Regions from separate parts of the Mus musculus genome. Here region 1 is linked to region 2. A link is a contact called in public HiChIP or PLAC-seq data. All regions are on one chromosome and are shown on one strand. The core of a region is the stretch at or near the end of the contact, and the rest is flanking DNA. Distances in the headings are between cores, read along the strand shown. Region 1 holds the start of Brdt (bromodomain, testis-specific). Region 2 holds the start of Tgfbr3 (transforming growth factor, beta receptor III).

Region 1 (3,512 bases), core at 277-2,776, 42 kb after region 2:
TCTATAGCTTCTAGTGAGAGGTTGTCCTGCTTCCTTTGAGAGCACAGTCTTGAGGTGTTTTCTCCACAGGGATGAAGACAATGCTTAGCCACTGATGATGCTCAGATGTTTTTTTTTCTCGGCAAGTTAAGGCAACCCAGCTGTTCTCTCCTTTCTCCTTGGTGCATCTAGGACTACTAATTTGGAGGTAGGCCTGAGGTAAACACCTTTAATCCCAGCATTCAGGAAGCAGGCAGGCAAGACGCTAGCTGGATCTACACAGCCAGTTTAAGGTCAGCCTGAGCTTCAGTGAAACCTGTCTCAAAACAACAAATGGAGACATTGTGATAGGATTAAAACAAACAAACAAACAAAAACCTATCATGCTAAACATACCCTTAGGCTCGCTAAATTTAAATGCCCACAAGCCCCAAGACATCTGGAGGTAGTTACTAAAACTCGAAATCCTTAATCACTTTGTGCAGCTGTGAAAAGGGTTACTTTGTTTGTTTGTTTGTTTTGTTTTTTGAACAGGGTTTCTCTGTGAAGCCCTGGCTGTCCTGGAACTCAGAAATACGCCTGCCTCTGCCTCCCAAGTGCTGGGATTAAAGGTGTGCGCCACCTCGCCCAGCAGGATTACTTAAAAAAAAAAACAACAAAAAAACAGTGAGTATCCCGGGTGTGGCGGTCCCCGCCTTTAACCCCAGTTTAACCCCAGCATGCAGAGGGCAGAGGCAGGCAGATTTGTGTGAGTTAACAAGTTAGCATAGCCCCGAAAAGTCAGAACTACATAGAGAAACCCTGTCTCAAAAAACCAAAAGAACAAAACAATACATTAAGTATCTATTATCGATTTGAGACTAGAGACCAGAGCTATACAGAAGTCTGAAACAAAAGACAAATGTCACCAGATTAAACTCAGGAACACCCAAAGTAACAGCACAGGGTCAGACCATGATGAGAAAGTGGCTTCAAAAGCAAACCTCTTGGACCAAGGAGATGGCTCATGGGTTAAAGGTGCCGGCCGCACCTATGACCAGAGTGGCTATCCTTGGGATCCACATGGTTGGAAAGTGAGAACTGACTCTTGGAGGTAGTCCTCTTCATGGAAAGCATACAGAATAAAAAACATAGTAACGCCACTCTCCTTGTTTGGAAAACAAAACACAGGAAAGTCCTTGGCCTGGAGTACAGGTCCTTCAAGCCCATCCCAGGATCACTCCAGGTCACGGAAGGCTACCCGAGACCACCTCCAGATAAAAGAACAAGTAAATAATAATTGCAAAACCTAAACCAACCAAGCAAGCAAACAGTAAAATTCTCACAGCTCCACTGTGCTTGCAGGCCCACGCCCTCCTAGGGAGTGGCGGCACGGAGCGAATACGCCCAGCCCACGCAGCCTAACTTCAAAGCCTCAGCCGCCACAGACCTGACTCACACCTCCGCGCGGTTTGAGGCGCAGGCACAGTCACGTGGCAGACCCTGGCCAATCAGCAGGCTGCTCGCGGGTGAGTCCCATAAAGGCGCCAGTCGCTGGCTGCTGACAGCCGCCATCCGGGCGAGAGCTGGCGGCCACCGGTGGAGAACCGGGAGCGACGGTCCTGCACTGCTTCATCTAGTGCAAACTGAAAGGGTGATCGGATAAGGCCCTTTCCTAAGAGGTACTACCATTGCTACAGAGGCTCGGCCCTGGGGCCGCCCCAGGCGGCTCTTTGGGTGAGAATAACGGTTTTTTGCCTCTCCCCTCCCCCATGAGCGCTGGGCCTCAAGGAGGGCAGTTGGGAGGCCATTGCCCAACCGAGTGCGTGACGCCTGAAGCCCTGGTGAGCTGGGAGCTGCCTTCCTTTGGTCTTGACCAGCTGCGAACTTGTGGTCCCACTTTCTCCCCTTTTTTTCTGCTTCTAGTACTTAGCCTTCCTACCCAAGGCTTGGAAGGAGGTTGGCACAAAGTCCAGGGTATAACGGTTTTCTTTGTGGTTGGAGTGTCGGGCCATTTTCTGTACTGTAGTTTTGAGAGGCCGGAGAATATTTAAAGCGCCTTTGTTGTGTCTGTTCTGTTTGTGGATATCGAGGACAGGAAAATCCTGGTCCTTGATTCAGTCTCCTACTCTTATGGAGCGCCTTGGAATATACCAAACCTTCTGCTGTGTGCTGTGGGTTAGAGTGTGCCCCACCTCCGGGCACTGGCCTTGTGCATGGACAAGAGTGCCTATGGACCCACGGGAAGGAGCAGGTATGTGGGAAGGAACGAGGGAGGTGGCTCACAAAAGACAGCCCGATCTCCAGGAGCAGATGGAAGCTGGATTTAAGAGTGATAACGGCAGTTCTGGTGTAGAAGTGATTCAGAAGTCAATACATAGAGTGAGGTGGATGGAGCCGGGCATAATTGTTTGGCTCGGTAGTCCAGACTGGCCTTGTCTGCCTCCGCCTCAGTAGTGTGGGGATTATAGATGTTTATCACAACACCTGGCAAGATTTTCTAAGTTTTAAAAGAAAATGTGTGTGTGTGTGTATGTGTATGCCTGTTATGTGGGAGCTGGGTATGCACGGCTCTCTGGCCTGCTGGTCCACAGGATTGTCCTATAAGCACTTCTAACCACTGAGACATATCTCTAACCCAGAATTGCTCATTTGTGAGTGGCTGCTATAATGTTGGGTTGATGGAATAGCAAGAGCTAAGTCTCACAGTGAGTAAGGTGACAGTTTATTAAAGGATCGATATGTCCTAAAGGCCAGGCTGTTGAAAAGTTTGGTCTTAAACAAGTGCTTGAATGAAAAACTGGGAACATCACTGTGTTGCATGAGCTTATATTGGGGGAGGGGGGGGGTGACAAGCAGTGAAACAGAACCTGGTGGTGTGTAGGACAGAGGATAGTAGTCTGTACAAAAAAGCACTTACTATCTATCTTGAGGTCTTGGGGTGACTGAGGTTGGCATAAAGCAAAGGTGTAGATGGAGTTAAGGGGGGATGGGCAGGCATGGTACCCAACGCCTATAATCTCAACACTTGGGAGGTCCAGGTAGGAGGACCAGGAATCCTAGGTCATCCTTGGCTACAGAGTGAGTTTGAGGCCAGCCTGGGTTACATAAGAAAGGGAGTTGGGGAGAAAGACTGAGAGAGACATGAAGGAAGGAAGGAAGGAAGGAAAACAGGGAGAGGAAAAAGAGGGAGGGGGGATTAAGAATGGGACTAGAAAGAAAAGTTCGCACAGCAGACACTGTCAGGAAGGAGGTGACTGACGCCTCTCTTTCCTCTCTGGTCCCCCAATGCCCCGTTTTTACTGTCAAAGCACTACTTATGTTTGTCAAGTGATAATCACCTGTTCACAAGGACCTGAAAGAAGTCTCCAACCTCAGCTGTAACGCTGGGCTTGACATCCTTCTAAGTGCTTTACACATATTTAATAGATGAACAAATAGAATTTGGAAGACGGTGTCCTGGAAAACAGACAAGAGTTTTAGGAGTGTCACAGTGATAGTCTAGTGACGTGACAGACTGCCAAGCAGTCTGGTCAGGTAAAGTACAGCAAGAG
Region 2 (3,991 bases), core at 59-2,558:
TCTAAAGGGCCATTCCCTGGATATTAAAGGATCCCGATATGGGTTTTTTTGCGTGTTGGTACCCTCCCAAACCGCTCACTTCTTCGAAGAAAGAAGAAATTTTAAATTGGCTGGTTCTTTATCTCAGTCTGACACTCACGGGATGCCTATCCTCGCGGCTCTCCTGTCACAGCAGGGCGCAGCACGAGGCGCTAACACCTGTGCTGCGCTCCGCACGGTCCCAGTCAGAAACATCTGTGCACTCCTCCAAACCGCACAGCCACCTTGGGGGACCGTGTCCTCCCAGTTCACGGTTAGCGAGTAGGGCAACTGTTTGCACCAACACCTAAGCCGTGATACTTGCGGCTTGTCACTCCAGCTGTCTGCACTCCTATCCGGTGCGGGAAGGTGGGACAAATGCCCCAATAAGCCCAACTCTACAAGCGGATTCCTCTAGCAACATCCAAGAGTTTCAAGTTTGTCCCAACCAAGTTCACAAATCGTAGGGAGCCTCTACCATCAGCGGGAGCGCCACAAGGTTAACCCGGGAGCGTCCTTCACAGCGTTTTCGGGACTGACTCCCCGAGCCAGGGCGCGGCCAGCGGGGACCCAGGACTGGCGTTGGCGCGCGAGTCCCGCGGCCGCGGCCTCTGCTACCCATCATGGTCGAGTGCCCACCCACGCTGTCACGCGCCAGGAGCGCAGTGGCCTGCAGCCCCGCACGGGACTAGGAAACCGTGGAGAGGAAGAGCGAAAGCGGGTGTGGGGAACTCCTCCCCGGCGCTGCCCACCCGGGACCGCAGCGGATCCCGGTTCCGCTCAGCGTCAACCCTGCGGGACCAAAGCCAGGTCCCAGCCTCGGGGTCCTGGATGGCCAGAGCAACCCCGCAAAGCAGGCACCGACCCGCACTACGCAGCGTGCACAGCCTCTGATAGGGCGCCAAACCGCACGTACCTCGCAAGCGGTGTGTCCAGGACCGGTCGTCCAACGCGAGGTGGGGGAGTAGCCCAGACGAGTCCCCGCGCCCAGCGCGCGCAGGCGGCCGCGAGCTCAGCAGCCGCAGTTCAACTGCGCCATCCGGACCCCGCCGGGGACTTTCACCTCCTGCCGGGAGCTCGCGGAATCGCGCAGCGAAAGTGGCCTGGAAGGACAGCAGCCCGCTTCTCCCTCTCCACCTCTCTCTCTCTCTCACTGCCAGGGAGGAGGAAAGTGGCGCTCGGCGTCCCCGAAAGCCTGGATCACCCCCATCAGGCCCGTGCGGCGCCCTAACTCGGCCGCGCACACGCGCGGGCGGGGTCGGGCGCGCAGCCACAGCAATCAGCGAAAGGGGGGAAGGGCACCGCGGGCCTCGGGGGCTCGGCCGCCTAGAAACTCCTCCTCCTGCCCCTCCTCTCCTCCTCCTCCACTGCTGATGGATGAGCCTAGAGAGCTTGCTCCAGCCTGTGCTTCCCTTCGGGCAGAGAAGGCTGGAGCTGTAAGGATAGAAAGGAAGTCGGGTGTGTGTGTGTGTGGGGGGGGGGGGGGGGGGTTCGGCCCGAGATGGGATGACAGCTGGGCATCCCCGGCCTGGAAGAAGTGTGGAGTACCCGGGATGTGGCGCGCACTGCGAAGACTCGCTGCCTTTCCCTAGATCCTTCAAACTACCAGGGCCTTAGGAGAAGATAGTTTTATTGGATTCCTGGTTGTTGATATAAAAATTCCTTTAAAAAAAATCTCAGAGAAACCCATTCCCACATCGAAGCCCCATGCACACATTCATTCTGCCCCAGTTTGGTTTTTCTCCAGTTTCGGTTATCTAAAGATATGCTCTTGTGGTGTGGTCAGGGTCTCTTACTTTCTACAGCCTAGCTCAAAGTGCCTTCTCCAGCTGCTGAATTAAAGTGCCTTCTCCAGCTGCTGAATTCCATTCCTACGGTTTCCCCGCGGCCCTCTGAACACAGGATAGGCGAGCACACAGGGTCCTGCCTGCATGAATGTGCTTTGCAAGAGTTGAATGCAGCTACTTCAGTCACCAACACAAATCTGGCACTGTTTACGCTTCACTTTCTATTAAAAGGTGAATTGCCCATTGGGGCTATAGCTCGGTAGTAATGTATTTGCCCAGCATACACAGAGCCCTGAGTTTGAGCCCCAGCACCACATACAACCAAGTACGGCAGAAGAATCACAAGTTCAGAACCAGCCTTGGCCAGAGTAGAGGTCAGAAGACAACTTTCTCCCTTTCCTCAAGTAGGGCCCAAGAATCCATCTTTGGTGCATTTCTTCAGGGTTGGCAGCAAGCACCTTTATCCATGGAATTCTGTCACCAGTTACTTCACGGGAAACTCTACAGGTGCCACAACAGATGGAGTGACTGAAGTGTCTGGTTCAAAGACAAGTTTCCAGTCTTGACAGCTGCTGGATCGTCAGGGAACCTTTGCACAAATGAGTAGCCCAGCTAGACTTTTGTAATTTTAAGTTTTTAAAGCCTATTTTTAATGATGTTTCTTAAACACTTTAACCTCCCTTCTTGCCCACCACCCTCCAGAGAAGTAGGAAAAACCAAAGGATATGGGGAAGTAGACCTGTTTAGAAAGGTTCTTTGGAGCAACTCCCATCTGTGTTGTCTGGAAATCTGTAGTTCAGTTCACAGGTTTGAAGAGACAGTTGGATCCACTCGCAAACACTTCACAGATATATGAAGTTCAGTAGAGTCAGGATAGTCAACACAAATCAACAGCGGTGGCACTACGTAGCAGAAACAGCCAGGCCTCAGCCTCAGCAGCAGCAGGGACCAACAGGAATGTCAGGAGAAGCTCTCAGCTATGCCCCTCTGAGAAGCGAAGATCAGCAAAGATTCCAAACCGACCAGCATTACACCGCTAGCTCTATAAACAATCCTAGCTATACTCTGTTACTGTCCATGGAGTTTTACTTATACCCTTCAAACGCCTTATGTCCTCTGCGGGTCTTGCCTCCCCACAGGTCTTGCCTCAGCACGTGAGTCTGTCTCAGCTGACATCACTCTGTCAATCAGCCCGAGTCCATGGAAGCCACAAGAAACTGTGTCACGCCACCTAAGTTTCTTGGTGTGTTTCTCTCTTTGAAGTCCTGACAAATGGAGCTCAACTATGCAATGGAAGGCGGACCAATATATGTGTCTGTCACTAGCAAAGAATCTTTTATCACATGTCCTTTCACGTGCTTGCTTTAGCAGAACATCCTCTCACTTGTGTCTGCTTCAGTGGAATGTTCCTTTCACTGCCTTAAACGTACACCTGTGTCTGCTTCAGGAAAACACTCCTTCACATGTTTGCCCCAGCAAAACACCACCTAACACAACTGACTTTCGAAAGAACCCTTAAGCTTCCACTTCAGCCTTCCTCTAAAAGTGCTAGGCTTCTAACGAGGAGAATTGAGTGGTAGGGTTTTAGGGTTTTGTTGTTGATGTTGTTTTGTTTTGGGTTAGTTTTCCTTTGAATAGGTCTCAAGTAATTCAGGGTCTCCAACTCATTAAGTAGTGAAGCCTGCCCTTGAACTCTCATTTCTCCTGCTTCTGCCTCATACTTCCCAAGTTCAAGGTCACAGGCATGGGCCAGCCAGCACACCCCATGGAGGAGGCTTCCAGTGTCAGCATGTGGGTTTCAACCCCTTTGGGGTCACCTAAGACCATTGGAAGACACTTTGGTGGGTGGATTTTGGGTTTTTGACATTGCAATGGCAAAGATTACCCTAGGATAAGATACTAAACAAAAAAAAGTAAGAGCAGACAAATGGGATTGATTATATAAAACTTGTGCTCAGCAATGATAACAAATAACAAAAGGGAGCAACAAGCCAGAGATCGGGAGTGTGTGACACACAACAATAGGTGACAAGAGGCTGATATCAATCCACAAGGCACACAGCACAACAGCCTCCAAACCCCAGCAGCACACAGATGAGCAGCACCAGGAGGAAGTGGCTAGACCAGTACACTGACATCCATCCAAATGACCCACGGGACCACGAAATATGCCTAGCACCAGTAAC

What was found. HiChIP or PLAC-seq counts read pairs in DNA pulled down with a chosen protein or histone mark.
Region 1: a contact with region 2 is called in a CTCF HiChIP or PLAC-seq map of the NIH/3T3 cell line, with 15 read pairs. The contact joins the promoter of Brdt here to the promoter of Tgfbr3 in region 2. A contact is called at or near these places in 2 of 39 promoter capture datasets (cranial neural crest and stem cell-derived epiblast-like cells), 2 of 15 datasets of contacts at CTCF or cohesin (the NIH/3T3 cell line and large pre-B cells), 15 of 484 Hi-C or Micro-C datasets (the C3H10T1/2 cell line, the HL-1 cell line, adipose-derived mesenchymal stem cells and 10 more), 5 of 115 datasets of contacts at active chromatin or transcription factors (T-cell acute lymphoblastic leukemia, double positive thymocytes, embryonic limb bud and 1 more) and 3 of 9 other capture datasets (adipose tissue, liver and pancreatic islet).

What each region holds. Positions count from the first base shown.
Region 1 is chr5:107,329,668-107,333,179 of GRCm38.p6, forward strand. Brdt (bromodomain, testis-specific) reads left to right here and starts at 1,527. Exons shown (of 19, transcript NM_054054.2): 1 at 1,527-1,640.
Region 2 is chr5:107,288,321-107,292,311 of GRCm38.p6, forward strand. Tgfbr3 (transforming growth factor, beta receptor III) reads right to left here and starts at 1,309. Exons shown (of 17, transcript NM_011578.4): 1 at 935-1,309.